Regions from separate parts of the Rattus norvegicus genome. Here regions 1 and 3 are each linked to region 2. Evidence: chromatin contacts called from public Hi-C data. All regions are on one chromosome and are shown on one strand. Each heading gives the region's core, a stretch centred on a gene start, on an enhancer-like site or on the middle of the called end of the contact. The rest is flanking DNA. Distances are from core to core; before and after follow the strand shown. Region 1 holds the start of Fbxo32 (F-box protein 32). Region 2 holds the start of Fam91a1 (family with sequence similarity 91, member A1). Region 3 has its middle 35 kb from the start of Ntaq1.

What was found. Hi-C and Micro-C count contacts between places; a contact is called where the count stands out from the background.
Region 1: a Hi-C map of the A7r5 cell line shows a contact between it and region 2, with 2.5 times the contacts expected there. The contact joins the promoter of Fbxo32 here to the promoter of Fam91a1 in region 2. A contact is called at or near these places in 9 of 12 Hi-C or Micro-C datasets (the A7r5 cell line, Schwann cells, frontal cortex and 6 more).
Region 3: a contact with region 2 is called in a Hi-C map of psoas muscle, with 3 times the contacts expected there. The contact joins the enhancer-like site here to the promoter of Fam91a1 in region 2. A contact is called at or near these places in 10 of 12 Hi-C or Micro-C datasets (the A7r5 cell line, the Rat2 cell line, frontal cortex and 5 more) and 1 of 1 datasets of contacts at active chromatin or transcription factors (oligodendrocytes).

The regions. Positions count from the first base shown.
Region 1 is chr7:91,653,241-91,657,887 of GRCr8, forward strand. It overlaps Fbxo32 (F-box protein 32), which reads right to left and starts at 1,251. Exons shown (of 9, transcript NM_133521.2): 1 at 900-1,251. The coding sequence starts at 1,015.
Region 2 is chr7:91,856,983-91,861,228 of GRCr8, forward strand. It overlaps Fam91a1 (family with sequence similarity 91, member A1), which reads left to right and starts at 2,098. Exons shown (of 24, transcript NM_001127578.1): 1 at 2,098-2,389. The coding sequence starts at 2,318. LOC134479911 (a long non-coding RNA gene) reads right to left here and starts at 2,079. Exons shown (of 2, transcript XR_010053804.1): 1 at 1,965-2,079; 2 at 22-291.
Region 3 is chr7:91,606,380-91,610,843 of GRCr8, forward strand. No RefSeq gene overlaps it. Among named protein-coding and RNA genes, the nearest start is that of Ntaq1, 35 kb to the left of the region's middle. Within about 2 kb of position 2,437, at least 5 of the 93 cell types and tissues checked have an H3K27ac peak or open chromatin away from gene starts, as enhancers often do.

The sequences.
Region 1 (4,647 bases), core at 1-2,500, 200 kb before region 2:
AGGGAGTCAGCTGTTCAGGTTGGGAATTGATTCTCGACCTCATAATTTATGAGTGGGCACTTGTGACCTCAGATTTTCCACTAGATGACAGAGCTCAGGTGAGACTTCAAGTCTGGGTGGTCTTTCTGCGGCTGGCAAGCACCACTAAGGAGGGGAGTGTGCTCACCGTATAAAGACTGACTGGAAAGGGCTAAGGAGGAAACAGGTGCAAGTGTCTGGGCCTTCCTGAAGCAGAGCATTGTTCTCGCATTTCTTTCCTGCCTCCCTCAGTAGCCCCTAAGCTTTACCCCAAAGACCCATTCCACAAGTCTGCCCAGGAGGGCTGTTGTCCCAGGGTTCATCCTCTGCCCCTCCCAGTTACTCTTTTTTTTCTCGGCCCACTCAGCCGTCGCCTGTGCGTGGGAAGAGACTTCATGCACTCAGGGTAGGGCTCAAGACCAATCCCATCATCCGGCTGGTGACTACTACGGTTCTTGTACTCTTTGGGTCCTGTCACAGGACAGTGAAAGGCAAACAGTCAAGTCGCTAGCAACCGCTTAAAGCAGTAACTGTGCGATTCTGGGATCTAAAGGAAGAGTCTGTGAGTTGTGCGCCTGTGTTCAAGTGTTTAGGAACATAATCCCCGATTGCCAGATTGAGGGGTACCAGGTTCTGTATGGAATCTTTTCTTCTGGGTGACACTGATCTTGATCAGTAGGAGACACTAAATTACTCATCTCTCACATTCTGGTGACCTTTGCAGAAATCCCGGCCCCTCACTCCTATCCCTTCAGCCGGAAGCCCCTACTTTATTCTGGCCCAGAGCTGCTTGCCCTTCTTCACCTGCCCCTGAGGTGCGCACCTCCCCCTTGCCCCCCCCCCCCCCCAACAGCTAAGATCGGTTTTGTGGAAGTCCTCACCTGCTGAGGTCGCTCACGAAGGTGCCGCTTTTCTCATCCAAGAAGCGCTTCCAGCCGTCCGCCGTCTTCACCCAGCTCTGGCCCGGGGACCGCCAGTCCTGACCAAGGAACGGCATGGTACCGAGAGCGGACGCGACCGACGGATAGGACGGATCGACAGCCAGGAACCGGCCTGGCTTGCCCAGGGGATGCGCCGCTCTGGGAAGACGCTAGGGAACGCAGGCGGCAACTGGAACAAGAGTCGGGGAACTGATGTGGAGGGTTGCGGGTCCTGGGTGGGCGCGAGGGTCCTTGCACTGGCAGGGGATCAGGCGCTGAGGAGGGTCGCGTGTCGCGTCCTGACTTCGGGAATGCTGCGCGGCTGCCGGAGCGCAGTATTTATCCCGGGCCGCTGCCCCGTCTCTTTGTTGCCGGAAGAGCCTCCTGCTCTTAGCCCGGCCCCCCCTGCGCCCCGAGGCCACGTGGCTTTGTTTATGGGCTCGCCTTGTTTTCCGAGGCGCCCGCGGCTCTCGCTCTGCTCGCAGTTGCACAACCTTGCGCCCGTGGAAACTTGAAGCTGCCTGGCTAGGCCAGATGTCCCGCTGACCCTCGGTGCCCTGGCACCTCTTGCACCTCCCCTACTCCCCTGTCGGGCGTAGCTGCCTTCACTAAGATCCTGGCTTTGCACTCAGCACTACGTCCCCCCCTACGGGTCCCGGACAAACTAGGTGCAACCAGGAAACAGACATAGAAAGTTCGGAACTGTCAGTCCCAGGGGGTCTGGAAACGGCGGGACCGATCTTTGCTGGCAGATCAGCCTTGGGGGAGGTCAGAGCGTCTGGGGCTGGTTAGGGGCGCAGTCTGTGAACCTCTTTCACTGCCAGTACCAACTCCAGGCGCCAGGGTGTGCTAAGTGAAAGAGGGGATCCAGTACGGCAGGAGTGGGGAGGGACTGCCCCCACCCCTTCCGCCTTAAAGCTGACATTTGATGCGCTTGCTGTCAAACTCGACTCCCCCAGTGGCAAAGGAGGGGGAAAAAGAGGCCCCGAGGAGTCTAGACCCCATGTTGTGGAAGTGAAGAACTGAGATAGTCTTAGGTCCCACTCTGAGGGACCCTGAGGAGGCAGCGCTGGCGTCAAGGCGCCGGGCCCAGAACTAACCCTCCAGGGCCGGAGTCCGGAGTCCGGAAGGAGTCTCTGGCTATGCTCACTGTGCTTGCTCTCATGCCCCAGGGGCTCTCATGCCCCAGGGCTGGGCTTTTATCCTGTGGAACTACAGGAACCCTCCTCTCTTTTCCTTTACCCAGTTCAATTCCTGGTGTCCTCTGGCTTCTAGCTATAAAATCCTCCTGGGTTTCATGTCCACTTCAGACAGGGAAGAGAGCCTGTTATGTACTTAACTCTCCTAGCACGAGGGGGTTGCCTGTCTGGCTGATACTCTGGTTTTCAGGTGAAAGGCTGTCGGGTCCTCAGAGGGGGTTAAGTCTATGATTACCTAGGGACTTATGACGGCTTCTCAACTCAGAGCGATCCTCTCTGGCATGCAGAACATAGCCCCCCCTCCTTTATTCTAGAGACATCTCAGCCTTACCACCAGGGTCAGAATTGGCCGTTCATAACCATCCTGTCTGTCTCCCTCCTCTGAGTGTGTGTGCATTTGGGCGCATGTGGAGACCAGAGGTCAATGTCAGGTGTCTTCCTTGTTCGCTTTTGGCCTTACTCTAATTTATTTTTGAGACAGACTCATTGAACCTAGAGCTAGCTGTTGGCTACACCGGCAGGCTAATGAACCCCTAGATTCTTCGTTTTTTTTTTCTCCCAGCACTAGAATAAAGATATAGGTGCTTTAATGGGTTTGTTTGTTTTTGTTTGTTTACGTGGGTGTTGGGGATCTGAACTCAGGCCCTCATGACTGCTCATCAAGCACTGTGCTCATGGAGACATTGTTAATTCTGTTTTGCACAAAAAGCAAAATCAAAATAACAAACAAACAATTCCACCATGATGAGGCAAATTTGAAGCAAGCTTTAATTAAATACTGACCAGGATGAATTTTGGTCAGGACCTCTCTCCAGAATTCCCAGTTTAGCGGCTCCTAGACGCGTGTTACAGAGGCTTTTAAGGCCATCATATTTTCTCATGTGACTTTTGTTATTTTCCAAGGACTACAACTCCCAGCATTTCAAGAAGTTACCTAGTCCTTGTCTTTGGGCTGGTGGGGCTTGCCGGTTAATTTTTGGGTCTTATGACATCTCCCTACCAAATCAACTCACCAGCCTCTCCATAGCCAATTCTTGTGTGAACTACTGCATTAGGGTAGCTTCTGGCCTCCCACCATCACTAGTCAGACCGGGAAGTCACATTCATTTGGATCTACATGGCACTGGGCAGTAGCAGAGAAACAAAAACTTCATGCTAGAGAAATAGCTTCCAGTTCTTTTCTTCCACACCCCTGCCTCTGGCAGTGTCTCTTCCACTGTGCATTGAGGCTGGGTAGGCAGAGGAACTGAGTGTGTCTTGTGGGCTCTGTGTTGCAAGGGGGAAGGAGATGTTTTTAATAAAGTCTGTCTTCAAGTAGCCAGGATTTTCTGATTTTGGTTTCCCACCATAAATAATTTATTTGTGCAGCAATAATAAAAATGGCTTGTAAAAGCCCTGCAGACGATCCCAAACAAATGTTAAAACACCAAGCAGGCTAAGAGATGAGGCAATGTTGGGTCTGAACTTTGTTGGGGGGAGCTGATATCTGCAAGAGAACACAGTTAAGGGATGCAGTTATTAAAGATGCAGGGGGCTACCTCCAGGAAGAAACCACAGAGGTCCGGAAGGCAGAGGAGTTGAATCTAATTCTGCTAAAGCGGCTTGCACTTCGTTGGATAAACAGCAAGAGGCTCCAGGTACTGAAGACGATGTTGTTGGAGGGCAGAGATGCCTGCCTGCCTTTCAAATTGTTTAGAACCCATAGTAGTTGTGGTTATTAGTGCTGTTTCTTCTCTTCCCCCTTTGCTGTAGGAATATGTATCTACACTTTTGAACTGGCAAATTGCAGAGGAGAGGAGGAAGCCTTGGGTAAATGTGTAAAGAGCAGATGAAATTCTGAGTATACATTTTGGACATGTTTACAGATATGCCATGGACCCAAGTGCATTAAACTCCTGGGAGAGGCACAGCCTTCTCCAAGTTCAGCTCTGGGAAATAGCAAACTCTTGTTTGTTTATTTGCTTGTTTGTTTCTATGTTGTGTAACAGTTTCCTCCAAGATTGAAACATTTCATCTTGCACAGAAGGTTTTTGAGGAGGGAGGTGAGCAACTCAAAATAGCTTAAGGAAGTCCCTAAAACTGACCAGATTCATTAGGCCCCTCCCTGCCAGAGTAAGCAATAAAGATTACTGAAAGTCATTCTCAGAGAAGACAAGTTGCAAAGGAGATACTCAGCCAAGCCAAGCTGTAAGAAAGACTCTGAGACCAGACCAGCTGCCAGGAAAAAGCACAGACCACCTACCGGCCTGGAAAAGGTCTGGACAGAGTCACTTGGAAAGGACATTCTCCAACCTGAAGAGCTGCTATAGGCTGTGAAGTGTGCTTCAGGTTCCCATCCTGTGAGCTGTCACCCACGGTGGGTGGGCCTTGGTGATGTAGCTGTCTCTGAGTCATTTCTTTTTTTTTTTTTTTTTTTTTAGGAGCTGGGGACCGAACCCAGGGCCTTGTGCTTGCTAGGCAAGCGCTCTACCACTGAGCTAAATCCCCAACCCCTCTGAGTCATTTCTGCT
Region 2 (4,246 bases), core at 848-3,347:
AGGCAGAGACTGGAGTCAGGATTTTTAAAAAAAATGGGATTTATTGTCTTCCAAAAGAGCTGATGAGGTCACCAGTGCTGCTCAGGGAATCCATTTGGCAGTTGCTTTTTCCTGAAGACTGGGGAGCTGTCTCAGCCCTGGAGTTTCCACACAGCAGGCCCTGGACCTCGTAGGTTAGTTGATGGATGACCAGAACTGCTTTGTTTCCTAGCCTTTTGAGGAAACTGGAGGCAGCTCAGTCCTTCCACGAGCATCTTGTATTTTTATAAATTGATCTGATTCTGGGTCCCACTATGGGAGAAAAATTGTTATTTGTCTTCTTCCTGTCCACATAGCTTTGACCTAATGCTATTTCCTCCTTCAAAAGTCTGCTTTTGGGGGCTACATACTGAGAGCCTTTACAGGTCACCATGGCTAAGATTTTCAAAGGTCTGTACTGATTTAGCAGGCATCCATTCACCATTACTAGTTTCGGTTGAGTTCAAATTAGATTTATTATTTGAAATAGAAAAAGGATGGATAGGTTCAGGCCAGTTTAACTGTTATTAGCAGTTGAAATAAAAATTTGTGGGGATTTTAAAATGATGTCCTTAATTTTCTTGTTACTTACATTATACTAGATAAAAAAGATTTTGAAGAATAATTTTTTCCACATGCAGAATTATGAAAAATGTAAGGGGGTGATTTATGTCACTAACTCTAAGTGAATTTTCCTAAACTGGAGAAGGAGGCAGAATATTTCTGTGAAGGTTACCCCTGAGGAATTCAAAAGGTGGTTCTAATAAACAGCCTTGGGCTGGGCCTGGACAGTTGACTCAGCAGCTGAAGTCACTTGCTGCTTTTGCAGAGGGTCTTGGTTTACCCTTCATATGGAAGCTAACAGCTGTCTGAAATCCAACTTCTGGGCACCTGATATCTGATGCCCCCTTCTGGCCTCTGAAGGCACAAGGCACACAGGTAGTGCACACACTACACATACATGTAGACAAAACACTCAGACATAAAATAATAAATAGTAAAAGCCCATGGGCTCTGTCAAACTTGAGCGATCTTGTGAACTAGTCATGTAACCTTGCCAACCTCGCTTTCTTCTTCTGCTAGGGCTAGTAGCAGCAGCAATGTTTCACCGAATGTTGAGAGATAAGAATCTATTGCAAAGCAAGAGATTGATATATAGTAGGCAGGTCATACTTTTGAATTCTGCTACTTTGTTGGGGTTCAGTACTATTTAGCTATGTTAAGGAGGGTCTCAATAGGGTACGAAGCTCCTGCAATTGGTTAACCAGAACAACACACCTATGTAAGAGCCGTGTGTACTATAATATTCAACTAATTAGATATAATGGTATGCCTCAGACTTGCTAGTTGTTGAGGTATAGATTAAACATCTTAAATGTTTTCAGTTTGTTATCAGTAGTGTATAATGAAACATGACTTAAAAACATTGCTTTAAAATGAAAACTTGACAAAGAAACACGGAAGTTGTGTCTTGCAGTTAAATGAGCTTGCTTAGGAAACACAATACACTCTGGAAGAAACTGTTCCCAAAGACCTCAGGAGAGCTGTACGAATATCAACCCGAGTTCCGTGTTTAAAAAGCTACTGAAGCTAGTTAAAATTTCTGCACCTCAAATCCCCACATTTTAAGAATTTGGATCTTGGAAGGAGTCCAACGTTCTCCATTCCCAGGATACAGCCAATGGTTGGAAGGGATGACGCCGCTAGCGACTCTAGGTCAATGGGTGGGGGTTGGGGGACGGGCACACTCGAGTTCTCCGGGACCTTGTTTTGTTCGGCAGGGTGGCGAGAGTGGTTCTTCCATTAGCAGCGTTTTTGCTAAGACAACCGACCGCCGTGCCTTTAGCCGCCTGTCCAGAGCCACTGGGGACACATATTCGGGAAACTGAGTCACACAAGCTCAGCGGTGCAGATCAGAGCCTCTGTTACACGCAGGCGCAACTAACCCGGCTCCCGAGGGTCTCTGGGTCCCGCCTTCCTCGCGCGGCTCAACCACGTGCTGGGGGGCGGAGCTCCACTCGGCCGCAGGCCAGTGAGCGGAAGTGACGTCGGCAAAGAGCCATTTCCGGCAGGCCGAAACTAGGAAGAAACTTGAAGCTGCTGAGGCACGGGTCGTAGTCCCCGCCACTGTGCCCCGTGGCCCGCGCCGCGCGGAGCTGTGGAGGCCTGGCCATGGGGTGGCGCCGGGCTCGTGCGGCGTAGACGTACGGCCTCCCGCGGGCTCCACTGACGGGCCGGGCGCTCGCGGGCGGCAGGCGGCGTGGGAGCCGCGGCCACTGCGGGCCTGGGCTCCGGCATCATGAACATCGACGTTGAGTTCCACATCCGGCACAATTATCCTTGGAGCAAGTTGCCAACTAACGTGAAACAGGTATGGCTCCTCCCCGCTTCGGTGTCGCCTGACCTGCGGACCGTGGAGGGCTCGGGAAAACTGGGCGTGCGCTGTCTCCCAAGAAGGCTGAATGAACTCTTGGTACCTCAGCCCGCAGACTCTATATAAGCCAGGCGCCTACGATCTAAAATAAAGCCCCCGGACCCCAAACTTAAGAGTGGTGGGAGAAGGCAGTACAAGACAGTTCAAACGTTCCTCCTCTGTAGCGTATCTGGAGGTTAAGTTGCCCATTTAGAGTTGCATGTGTAACTGGAAGCATTTAAAGTTGGCTCTGGAAGACCAAGAAAAGTTAATAAGATAAGGGACGAAGCCCTTCCTCCCCCAAGGAGGGGGAAGAACGTCTCCAGACATCACCAAGGCTCGGAGATGTGTTTCGATGCATTTGGAAGTGTCGGCTGAATGCGTGAGAGTAATATCTGCTGAGGTTGGCAGGGTAGTCAGGTCTGATTTGAAAGGGTATGTGTGCTTTGAGTTGTCGGACTTCGTCCTTTAGACAGGCTGGTTTTGTAAAGAATGTGTCAACGGGAGCATGACCTGAGGGTTATTTTATTTTATTTTATTTTTTAAATCTAATGGTGAATGGTAGTTTTACTCAGCAGCATTTATTGAGCACCTACTAGTTGTATGCCTGGTTTTGGATGTAGATAGTTTGCAGCACTCAGACAACGATCCTGTCTCCACGGAGAGTCTGTTTTATCAGAGACAGAGTAAATAGACTCATGAAAGTACTGAACAAGACAGGTGGTTTGAACTCTTACGAAGGCCTTGATGCGTGTGCCACATTCAAGGCACCGTTTCTCTGCCCTCCATTTCTCGTTCAGTTCCACTGATTTCTGGTTTCTCTTGGTGATAGGCAGCAGATATGCTTTTGAAAAGTATGGAATGGCGGTGATAATGGTTTTATGATTCTTGTGGTTCACTTTGAGTCCTAGTTCTAGGGGATGAGTTAAGGGTCTGGTGAACATCACATGACAAAATACTTTTAAGACACCAGAATCCTAGATAATAGCAAGGTGTGTTTCAGGGACAAAGGTCTCTAGAATGTCAAAGATGTCAAGTTTCTCGGTTTCTGAAACTTGAAAAAAAGTCTAACTCTTTGGAAATAAGTTCCTCTTAAGTTTGAATGAGGTTGGCACTTTTTGTCCTTTAGACAAATATGTTCTGAGACATATTTGAAGACAAGTAGAATAAATAGTCCTTTATTTCCTTTTTAAATAGCTTATACCCAACTTAAATAATTGATTCTATTAGTATTGGCAAAAGCCTCCTCAAACTTAATTGCTCTTACTAAATAATAGGACAGTGCTAAAACTTAAGTCCAGATATAAACTGATTAGTTTTTGCGTGTAAAACCACTGAAAGGCCCAGTTCTTTTGTGTTAGGCTCAATAAGGCCTTTGTACACATTTGTTTCTGCAGACCTCCAGCCTTTCCATGGTTTCCTGAAGTTAAGGTCCACTTTAGATGATATCACCCTTCTGTGTGGTTTCTTATCTTCAGCGCAGGGCCTTCTCATCCTCTCCACACTGCCCTGGAGCATGGACTGAGGTGCTGAGGCAAGCCCAGTCCTCTTACTGGCAGTAGCTGCCTTTTATAGCTTCTTTTGATTGTCTCTCAGATGTCTCTTAGAGATTCCCTAACCCTCCAGTCCAGAGTCACTGCCCTCAGCCGTGTTGTCCCTGTGCTGTCACCCCTCACGCACCACAGCTATCACCTCACCAGGCTGCCTTTTCTGCTTAGATTCTGAGTTAGGGTTTGCGCCCTAAGTATCTGTGCACCCTAAACGTTGGCTTTTAGTAGCTGTTTGTTAGAGGTAATGAGGCATTGGTTTGAGGTG
Region 3 (4,464 bases), core at 1,187-3,686, 250 kb before region 2:
AATAGCCCTAGCATGTGCATTTAAATCATAATTCTAGAATCTATGTTCTTAGTTGGTGTATTAATTTTTGGACAAAGACTTGACAGAAACAGTTTCAGAGAAGAAATTTTCAGCTCTCTTTCCAGGGTATCAGTTCATTATGGCAGGGAGGTCAAGAGTAGTTCATGTCATAATAGCAGGAAGCAGAGAAAGAGGAAGGCAGCAAGAGGTCAGGGCAGGATATGTTCCCCAAGAACATACTCTCAGTGATCTATTTTTTCCAGCTAGTCCTTGCCTCTCACCTTTCGTCACATCCTGACTATGCTAGTTTATGACTCCACCCAAGGACGGTTCCCTTCATTAGGTCAGTTCCTCAAGAGCTAATGGTTTCTGGAGAGACTCCTACAGACAGATCTGGGGGTGTGTTTTACTAATCTACATGCCTCACTATCAAGCTGATAATCAAAATAACTATCAGAGATAGTATCATGTCCTAGGTAGTGTTTGATATAAACCGTGGTCATCTGGGAAGGGAGGAACTTAGCTGAGGAACTTCCTCCACAGACTGTCCTGTGGGCATGTCTGTAGGGCATTTTCTTAAGAGTTGATGTGGGAGAGCCCAGCACATGGTAGGTGGTGACACTACCACACAGATAGTCCCGAGTTACACAAGAAAGCAAGCTGAGCAAGCCATGGGAAGCAAGCCAGTTAGCAGCATTCCACACATGGTCACTGCTTCAGCTCCTCTCTCTAGGTTCCTGCCTGAGTTCCTTCAATGCTGGACCATGATCTGGGGGTTATAAGCTTAAATGAACCCTTTCCTCCTCAAGCTGAGTTTTGGTCATGGTGTTTATCACAGCAACAGAGAAGGAAAGGAGGACAGTGTCCTCTGTGATTATAGGGCTATTGTGAGAAGTAATGAGAAAGTTACAGTAACTTATCGTAGTGCTTAGTCTATAATCCCATTAGTGTTTACACAGATCAGTGTTGAGATGATTTTCATCTTTGTCCTGTGAAAGAGGCATGTGTTCGGAGTTCCTAAATATCTGTTGAAATGTCTTTGTACTCAAAGTTTTGCATGCGATATGACAGAAATACAGTGGTGGTTATAGGTGGTTAGCAGTTCATAAGCAGCGGGAATTGGCTCACTCTAAAATAAAGTCTAACTATTGCTTCTAGCAGTCTAAGACATAGCTGCACAAAATATGTAACAAATGCTTCTGTAAGAGCCACCCAAAGACTGTTGGGACACATTTCTTTTGCTCAAGGAACTAGCAGTCAAGTAGAGAATACATTAAAAAAAATAGCCACTCAAGTAGTTACGTAAGTTAAGTGGCATTATAAAAGAATTAAACTATAAAACAATAAAGTTGAACCATGGGTGTGCATTCAGATTTTACTTCATGTGATGAAGTGGTAGATGTCATCTTTAAGTAGGTGACATTTAGTATGGAGAAAGGGCTTAGGAAGAAGGGACTCTACAAAGGCTCAGAGATTGGTAAGAACTTGATGAATTCAAAGACCTGCATGAGGGTGACTATGGCTGGAATGTAGCAGGATGAGGGGATTCTAGCCTTCCTCCTTATACTGGGCAATTTGGATACCGAGCCCACAAGAAAGGTTTGTCAACTGGAGAGATTGGCAAGACCAGTCTTTATGTGGGACCTAAAGACTACTGAAGCTGGGAATGTAGGTCAGGGTACAACCTGGTCTCTGGAAGAAAACCAGGACCCCGGTTGGATAGTTGAAGAGAGTTTAACAAGTGGAGTGACGGTATGGACAGAGCTAGGAGAAGCTGCAGGGGAGATAGTTGATGTAATTAGCTAAGGTCATTAACGCTGGGGATCTTCAACAGGCAGTGAGCGTCCTTAGATCTTCAAGACCTCCTTGTAGGTTGGCATATGAAGATGTTACTGTAACCGGCAAGGCTGACTTTGCAGATGGGACTGAAAGATTCGGAGGTGATCCTAGGATCAGTGAAGTGAGTATACATGGTGACGATCAGGGGGCATCCTCATCGATGAGTTACAAATCCTATGATACATAGTTGCAAACTGAGTATAGAAAGAGTAGGAAAATACATCTTGGGAGGTATCCCCTGATAGAGTCTAGTACTAGCAAGGTCCTGGGCTTGATCTTTAGCACTGGGAAAAAAAAAAAAAAAGGAGATAAAAGTTGGGGGAGGTAGAGGGAGAAGGGGAAGAAAGGGAGGAAAAACAAAACCAAGAGTTCACTCATTTAAACTATTGAACATTATAAATAGGGAAATGATACAACTAAACGTAAAAGTGTTAGTAGGGACAATGCTATTTTTGAGGCCACAGCCATGTTCCAGTCAGGGTAGCCTGAGTCTGATTATTTAATAGGAATGGATGTTTTGCATGGCTTCTTCACAGGTGTTGGCTGCTTTTTTCGAGAGTGCTTCTATTTCACAGGCAGATGGGGCTATTGTCCACGTTTTCCTATCTAGCCTACAGGAGAGCAGCTGTAAACCAGCATTCTTTGGGGGTTGGGATGGTTGTACAATCACCATGAGCAGGCACAGTGTTTACTTTGAGGACCAGAAATTCACCTTTGGAGGCTGTGGCATCCAGTTCCAATAGCAGCCTGGATGAGGGGCAGCTGTTTTGATCTGAGAAGAGCAGGATGCAGGGTTGGAGAACCAGTGTGCCAGGATGGCCCCTTTGTCGCAGTACATGTTCAGGACCCTAAAATGAAGTTAGGCCTTTTCTAATTTGGATTTGGATCTAAAAATTCATGGAAATGTTTTTAAAGTCAGAGCCAGATTGCTGAGTTGTGAGTTAATGTAGGACAATGTTTTATCAGTCGCTACTTTGGAAAAAGGGGTTGCATTCCCAGGAGGGCCCAGCAAGACAGGTCATTCAAGGAGACTGGGCGTGCATAGGCTCAGTTTAAATGACTCCCACTGCTACTGAGTGCTTCTGACTGAGCTGTATCTGTTCCCCAGGCCTCAGCTTCCTCCTCTCAAAGATGTGACAGGAAACAGAACCCAGTTAGCAGAATCTAGAAGATCAGGCATTTACCATGCTCGGACCACCCAAAACAAAAGCAGTGAATAGCTTCTGCATTGATTGAAGTCTCAATTTACTGTCTCGGGTGCCTACCTGTTTGCCTTCTCACCCCTCTTCCTCTTCCTCTAGGTTTGTTTGTTTGTTGTTTTGTTTCTCCTGGAGTCAGGGTCTCTCTGTGTAGTTTGACTGTGCTGGAGGTCACTATGGAGACCAACTGTCCTTTAATTCACTGAGATCTGCTGGCCGCTGCCTTCTCAGTGTTGGGATTAGAGGTGCGTGCACCACGCCTGCCTAGGAACTTTACTCATTCCGTCTGCCCAGCAGTCCTCTGAGCACTTGCTGCTTTTACCCGATGTAGTGCATGAGAACACGGGCGCAGAGAAGCTGATTCAGTAAGTGTGTTTAGTGTCATAGTATTTGGGTTGTGTACATCTGATTGCAGAGTATCGTTTTTTTAAATTTCCAGTTAGCATACGATAGTAGGTCTCGTTATGGCATTTTATATATACAAACTATATATGGTCTCGTTTACACTCCATTATCATTTTTTTAAAAATTCACCTTACATCTCCGTCACGCCCCCCTTCCTCCTCCCAGTCCCACCCTTACTAATCCCTCCCCCAATGCCTGTCCCCTTCTCAGAGAAGAGGAGCCTTTGTTACTCTCCATCATCTGTCCTCATCCCTTCTTTACTATTTTTTTCTATTTTTTTAAAAAGATTTATTTATTTTATGTCTATGAGTACACTGTAGACAGTTCAGAAACACCAGAAGAGGGCATCAGATCCCATTACAGATGGTTGTGAGCTACCATGTGGTTGCTGGGAATTGAACTCAGGACCTCTGGAAGAGCAGTCAGTGCTCTTAACTGCTGAACCATCTCTCCATCCCCCTTCTTTTTCTCTTTTAGTCACCTTCTTTCCTCCATAATTCCCCTTAAGTTTTCAACACATATGCACATGCGCACGTGTACGCGTGCGCACGCGCGCGCGCGCGCGCGCGCACACACACACACACACACACACACACACAGACACAGACACAGACACAGACTGTTCAACCTACCTTCTGAATGTGAGAGAAAATGTGATACTTTATTTCTCCCCATTAGACTATAACTACTATAAATATTGCTTTGCATACACTCAGCTTCACCCTAGTATGTGGGGCTCTCAAATATGACTTGCTGTCTCTTTGTTTCTTTGCTCAGTTTTTTGATATCAGGTCTCATATGTAGCCCAGGCTAGGTTTGAAACTGCTGTAACCTCCCTGCTTCAGCCGCCTGAGAGCTAGGATTATAGATCACACAATGACTATTTCTCTGAGATAGGGTCTTGTCAGGTAGACTTCATACTCACAATTCTCCTGCCGTAGTGCTTGCTCCTCTCTGCCCTCCCCATCTCAGCGCTATGTAACATGACTTTATTGATTGATTGATTGTCTTGATAGACTTA